Linked DNA regions of Pan troglodytes: region 2 is linked to region 1. The links are chromatin contacts, called in public Hi-C maps. All regions are on one chromosome and are shown on one strand. Each heading gives the region's core, a stretch centred on a gene start, on an enhancer-like site or on the middle of the called end of the contact. The rest is flanking DNA. Distances are from core to core; before and after follow the strand shown. Region 1 has its middle 600 kb from the start of KCNH5. Region 2 overlaps RHOJ (ras homolog family member J).

Region 1 (3,227 bases), core at 258-2,757:
GTTTGTTTTGGGAAAGGGCTGTTATTGTCTTTGTTTTAAACTATAAACTAAGTTCCTCTTAAAGTTAGTTCAGCCTTCACCCAGGAATGCACAAGGACAGCTTGGAGGTTAGAAGTAAGACAGAGTTGGTTAGGTAAGATCTCTTTCACTGTCTCAGTTATAATTTTGCAATAACAGTTTCAAGAAGCTTTAAAATAATATATTCTGAGAAAGTATAAAAGAGCACTTAAAAGTTACTATTAATGAGAAATTCAGTATAAAATAATTTTAAGGAAATTTCTTAGAAATAGAAACAGCAATAAGATGTGAAGAACAAGAGAGCAAAGATTAAAGATTCAGTCCTAGATGTCCAATATTCAAATAATCAGTTTAGAAAGATAAGAGAAAGAAGATGTAGGACAGGCATAGTTCTACAAATAAATTTTCCATTATTAAATGCTACAGAGAGTGATGTCAGCAAGACAGCTCACTAGAGGTGCCTAACACTTGCCCCCAACAAAAAAGGACCCAAATGATGAATGAACAACTACATTTCAACCACAGTGACTAAAGGAGAGTGCTGGGGAACAGCAAGGGAGTGGCAGAAACTCTGTGGAGCACAGAAACTCAGGATGTACACATCCAGAAGAGAAAGAAACATCATGTATCCACCATACCCTCTTCCTCCTCAGTTGAGATCAGCTTGGGACCAGGAGGGACTTCTCCTTGCAAGGAAAAGATAAGCAGAAGGCCCCTAGCAGCCTCCATCACTGTAGAGGACACTCACAGTCTTCACTACTAATGGATCCTGCAGCCCTCAAAGACCCTGAGCCCAGCTAAGGGAGCTGCATAGAATTCACATGGAGGCACTACTCCAGATGAGCCTATGTTGTACCTTGCACCCTGTGAATCAAACTGCTCCTGCACTGCAACATGTTAAAACCAGAGCTACTGCTAGAGTGTGTTCTGTTCTGGGGGCCAGTAGCCATTGTATCCCTCCATCCCTGAGGCTCTGCCATCATTGCACCCCCACTTTCACACACATGGTAGGATACCATTTCCTCACTGAGCTTCTGTAGCCCCCTACCATCTTGAAATAAGCTGCATAGGAAGCATTCCACTTCCCCAATCCCAATTGCTGCTCCCTTCAACCCCAGCTACTCAAAGACTAGGCCCAGCAGAGCAGCTGTTCTCCCTGATGCTCAAACCAACCTATCGCCTGCTCCACAGGAATCAAGCATTGGCTTGAGAGTAGCTGTGACCCCGTGCACAGCCAACACAGCACCCTGCCCCTCAGGGACCATACCCTTCAGCCCAGTGAGTAAGATATAATGGATTTACCAGAGCAGCTACATACCCTTGGCACCTGAACTAATCTGGTGCCTTGTGCTGAGGAAATTGGAGCTTCTACCCAAGGGAGCAGCTGCAACCTTGGCACATGGGGTGTCCTGCCTCTCAGGGACCAAGTGCTCTGGCTCAGCAGAGAATCCATGCCTGAGCCAGTGGAGCAACTGTGCCCCCTAGTGCCTGAGTCAACCTGGTGCCTCATCCTCCTGAAATTGGAGTTCCAGATGAAGAGAGGAGCCATAACCTTGGCGTCCAACCCAGTGTGGCACTCTGATCTCCCTGGGTACCAGGATCATTGTGAAAGAGAGAAACTACACCCAAGTCTGCATAGCAACCTCATCCTCTAGGACCTGAACCAACCCAGGGTCCCACCTGATTCTTCCTCTCCCAGAATTGGAACATCAGTCCAGTACAACAGCCACACCTTCCTTGTGCTTGAGCTGACATAGCACCCTGCCCCACCAAGGAAATAGAGCCTTCCTGAGCTGTGCTTCTTCACCCTCTGGGCCAAAGATCCACAGTGCCTTACCTCCCTAGATCAGAACCAGCCTTCCAGAGTTTGAGTTGCTAAGATATCCTATCTCCTTGGGGAGTGGCACCATGCTTACAGTGTTCTGTACCACCTAGGGCCCAAGTCACAGCTTTCCTACCATTCCTGGGTCTTTGCTGCTGCTGCAACAGGATGTACAGAGCCTGGGCCACTATTGTGTCCCACTACTCCAGGGTCCAGTCACCACTATGCAATATCTCCTTTTTCTTGTGCCCAACTTGCCACTGAGCTCTGCTGGCTCCAGGACCTGGATTGCAGTTGTGCCCTCTTCCTGGGGCCTGAACCTGTGAAACACTCCTCCTTTCCTGGAGTTTTGCCAGTGCTGGAGGATCGGAGTCACAGTTACATCTCTGTCTCCTGTGGCTGAGCTACTGGAGAGTGCCTTTAGCGTTACAGTCCTCAGCTTGGTGGGAGAGCTGCATCCACTGTGCCTCAGAGAGTAAACCTTCACTCTTATCAAAGGTGCTACAATAGTTCAACAGGACACTGAATCCAGTATACCAGCTCCACAGCCATTCTGAGCACCTGTACCCTGGAACATAGTGCTCCTGAGCTGCCTATGGCCCGTGTCAGACCCAACACCAATGAGGACCCCATCAGCTAAGTCTCCCACTGTGAGGAAAGAAAATAAAAGACTCCTAAAAAGTTTGCCACTATGAACTCTAACAACCAACCCTGCAACCACCCCTGCCACAGTCTCCTGAAGCCCAGACCACTGAGGTGCCTGCAGTCATCACTGACATTGATCACAATTGAAGAACATGTATGTAGACTATAATACCATGCCCACCTGAACCCAGAGCCAACACACTCTGTCCAACTGACATCTTAGTTCCAACTCATTTACACATAAGTCTTTCCCTATGAAAGCCAGAAATATATAACTGAAGAGTCAACTGCTCCATCAGATGTGCAGACATCAACACAGGATCATAACAAAGAAGAAAAAGGAAGGAAACATGACACCACTACAAGAACACAATAATTTGCAAGTAACTGACACCAAAGAAATGGAAACGTATAAATTACCTGAAAAGGAACTTAAAATAATGATCTCAAGGAAGCTCAGCAAGATACAGGAGAACACAGCTAGATAATTCAATGAAATCAAGAAAATAATTCACTATCTGAATGGGAAATTCAATAAAGAGATATACGTCACAAAAAATAACCAGACAAAAGTCTTAAAGCTGAAGATATCAATGAATAAAATAAAAAATACAAATGAGAGCTTTGACAGCAAACTAAATAAAGAGAAAGAAAGGAAACCTACAAAAATGATTAGACAACATTAAGTGAATAAATTTTAACATTATAAGAGTTTCAGATGGAGAAGAGACAGAGAAATGCA
Region 2 (3,015 bases), core at 292-2,791, 820 kb before region 1:
AAACTGAAAAAACACTTTTCTGATTGTTTTATAATAGCTAAAACTTATCTCAAAAGCAGGGACATTTATCAGCGATGTACAGAAGATACAAGAGTGATAAGAAATAAAAAAAAAAAAACATAATGACTAATCAAGTAAAAGAAAACCTAGTACTTCTTCCGTGTTGTTCTAGTTGGGGCAGGACAAGTTATAGAATAAGATAGAAAGTAACTGGAAGGGATAAAGGCAAAGAGATCTTCCCAGCTGTAGACATGTCTGAGAGGGCTCATGGATTCAACAGCAACTATAGTTTGCTGAGCTGGACCTTGTGGTACATGAGCTAATTTCATTGTCACAAGAACTTTACAAGGAAAAGTCTGTCACCATCCTCATTTCACAGCTCAGGAAACTGATACCCAGAGAGGCTAAGTAACCTCCCTTATGGCCACACAACTAAGAAAATGGCAGAGATTCGAATTTGTCTGCCTCCTGAGCCAAAGTCTTAACTACTCTTTTGGGCTGTCTCTAGCAAATGTAATGAAATTGTGGCTGAAAGAGCAAAATTAATGAATAAATGGGCAAAGCTGTTACGGATATAGTAAAGGTGATGAGAGAAGGGAAGAAGGAAGGCATGTCCTGTAAATGGAGAGAAAAGAAGAGAAGATGTTAGTGGAATAAACAGAGTAAGCTCGTATCTAAAGAAATGGCTAGTAGCAGAGTAGTTCTGTATTCCTCATTTGAGAATTAGCAAAGGCACACAGAGAAGGCAAATAGAGAGCCAAGAAAAAGAAAAAGAACCAAACAGGTTGTAAGAGAAAAGCCGCCATCTCAACAAGTCAGCATTATGATCAAATTGGTGAAAGAGGAAAAACATTTCTAGGCCAGACAGATTTGCTGCTGATCTTTGAAGACTATAATGCAGAGATGCCAATTCAAGGGTGGCTAATGTAAAGTGTGTTACTTGAGTATAGGATAATATGGAGTGGTGGGGATTGTGGCAGACTGAAGAATACATGCTTAATCTAAGAGACTGTTTAACAGTTTCTGTTGATGAGGAAATGCTGGGCTAGAGTTGCTCGACCTTCCGAATTTCTTTAAGAAGCTAGAAATATGTTTCCAAACTGTTAAATGTTGGCCACTAAATTGCATTAAAAATACGTGTTTGGAGTGATGAAAACATTTGTGGGTGAACTTTGGCCCGTCAGTTGCCAATCTGCTCCCTATGCTTTAAAGGATGCCTTTGCATGTCATGGTCTCCCTGTCTAGAATTTTGTGCCCTCCCCAGACCCCTTTGCCCACCTGAAAAACTTTTCCTCATCCTTCAAACCTGGATAAGATGTTAACTGGTTAAAGAAATCTCTGAAAGCTCCTTCCGTGAATGTATTAGTCTCTCTCTCTTCTGTGCTACCTGGTACATTGCCCAGATGTGTGTTACTGTGTTTATCCAGGTGGCATGCTTTTGTTTGCCTGTCTCCCTCCTCTTCTGGCCTTTGTAACCCAGACACCAGCGGTGAAGTGACTTTCAATGACCAAGGGAGAAAGGGAAAATGGCCAGCACAAGGCAGGTGGCAGTGACTCTTCCAGTCAGGAAGAGGGCATTAAAGACTCCAGTTGATTAACGTGACTGAACATTGATGACAGGATGTTTGCAGCAATTTTGCTGCTTTAAATCCCACCTGCGCATGTTAAAAACCCAGCAGGAAACTTAGCAGGTGCCAAGTTAAAGAGTGACAACAACAAAAGGCACAGTGTGAAGAAGATGGCCGGAGAGGGCAAAGAGAACCCAGAGATTAAAAAAAAAAAAATGGCAAATTCCTGTATCAAAAAATACCTTAGAAAGTCTGAACTTAGAAGATCATGTTTGGACTGTATTAGATGGAACTGGGAAAGAGAACGCACAAAGAATTACAATCTTAGAACTAAACAGTGTAGCATCCAGCATAGCACCTGGCACATATTAGGTGCTTAATCAATTGTTGTTTAATAATTCTAGCAGCAATAGGGACAGTTACAAATGTGTAAAAGAATGGGAAAAGTAGGCTGAGGATTAAAAACTACAGTAATAAAAAGAGGGAGGATAAAAGAAGTCAAAGAATAATGAATATTTATAATAAATTAGTGCAAAATATGTAAATGTGGTTGACTTTGGAGTATAAAGAATTGTAAATATGTATGATATAAAAATGTCCTTTGAAAATAAAACACCCTTTGAGACCAAAAAGAGATGTTAGGTGGAGAATGCTTTGGAAATGGAAAAGTATTGAACAGAAAGAATCAGATATGAAAAATCTGAACTTGCAAAGCCTTTAAGTTGTGGGGGAACTTTGCACATGAAAATAAGGGACTCCAGTATATAAAAAAGAAGCCCCAAACCTAAAGGTTTCTTTTCAGATTATAGGAGGGAGGCAGAAGAGCGGGTGGTTAAAGCACAGTTTTCTATCCTCACTCTGCCACTTGCTAGCTGGGCGATCTTAACCTCTCTGAGCCTCAGTTTCTTGTAGGAAAGTGGAGATAATAATATACACACCTCAGGGGGTTGCTGTGAGGATTAATTAAGACAAAGGCTGTAAGGCGCCTGGCACCAAGCCTAGCACATTATAAACACTCCATAAATGCTAGCTGAGATTATAAACTACTTGACAGAAAAGTCAGAGAGTAGAGAAACTTAAAGCATCTCTATAATTACACGAATTGTGATAAAACAAGTTAAAATCTTGCTAGGTTTTCTTCTAAATTGGATTTTGTAAGCTAAACATGATTCCGTCTGTATCTGAGAGCAGTTGCTAGGAGAAACTAGCAAAAGGCAATATAAATGGTGAACTCAGCCATTGTTCCAAAAATAAGTATGAAATGAGATGGGAGGCTTTGAAACGACTTCTTTTCAGACAGAAAAAAAACAACTTCCCCAATGAGAAGTGAGGCTAGGAAGCTGACGGCATGAAGGAACACAGAACGTGAGTTCCTGCAAGAAGCTGATGGCGGCCAATGGGGACAGCCTGGCTGTGAAAAATGTGTAGAAAGGAACAACCTACAATT

What was found. Hi-C and Micro-C count contacts between places; a contact is called where the count stands out from the background.
Region 2: a Hi-C map of induced pluripotent stem cells shows a contact between it and region 1, with 3 times the contacts expected there. The contact joins two enhancer-like sites. A contact is called at or near these places in 2 of 7 Hi-C or Micro-C datasets (both in induced pluripotent stem cells).

Annotation. Positions count from the first base shown.
Region 1 is chr15:60,437,236-60,440,462 of NHGRI_mPanTro3-v2.0_pri, reverse strand. No RefSeq gene overlaps it. Among named protein-coding and RNA genes, the nearest start is that of KCNH5, 600 kb to the left of the region's middle. Within about 2 kb of position 1,507, at least 1 of the 24 cell types and tissues checked has an H3K27ac peak or open chromatin away from gene starts, as enhancers often do. A contact at or near this core is called in induced pluripotent stem cells, where this site is marked.
Region 2 is chr15:61,262,212-61,265,226 of NHGRI_mPanTro3-v2.0_pri, reverse strand. The region is part of intron 5 of RHOJ (ras homolog family member J); the gene reads right to left. Among named protein-coding and RNA genes, the nearest start is that of GPHB5, 32 kb to the left of the region's middle. Within about 2 kb of position 1,541, at least 3 of the 24 cell types and tissues checked have an H3K27ac peak or open chromatin away from gene starts, as enhancers often do. A contact at or near this core is called in induced pluripotent stem cells, where this site is marked.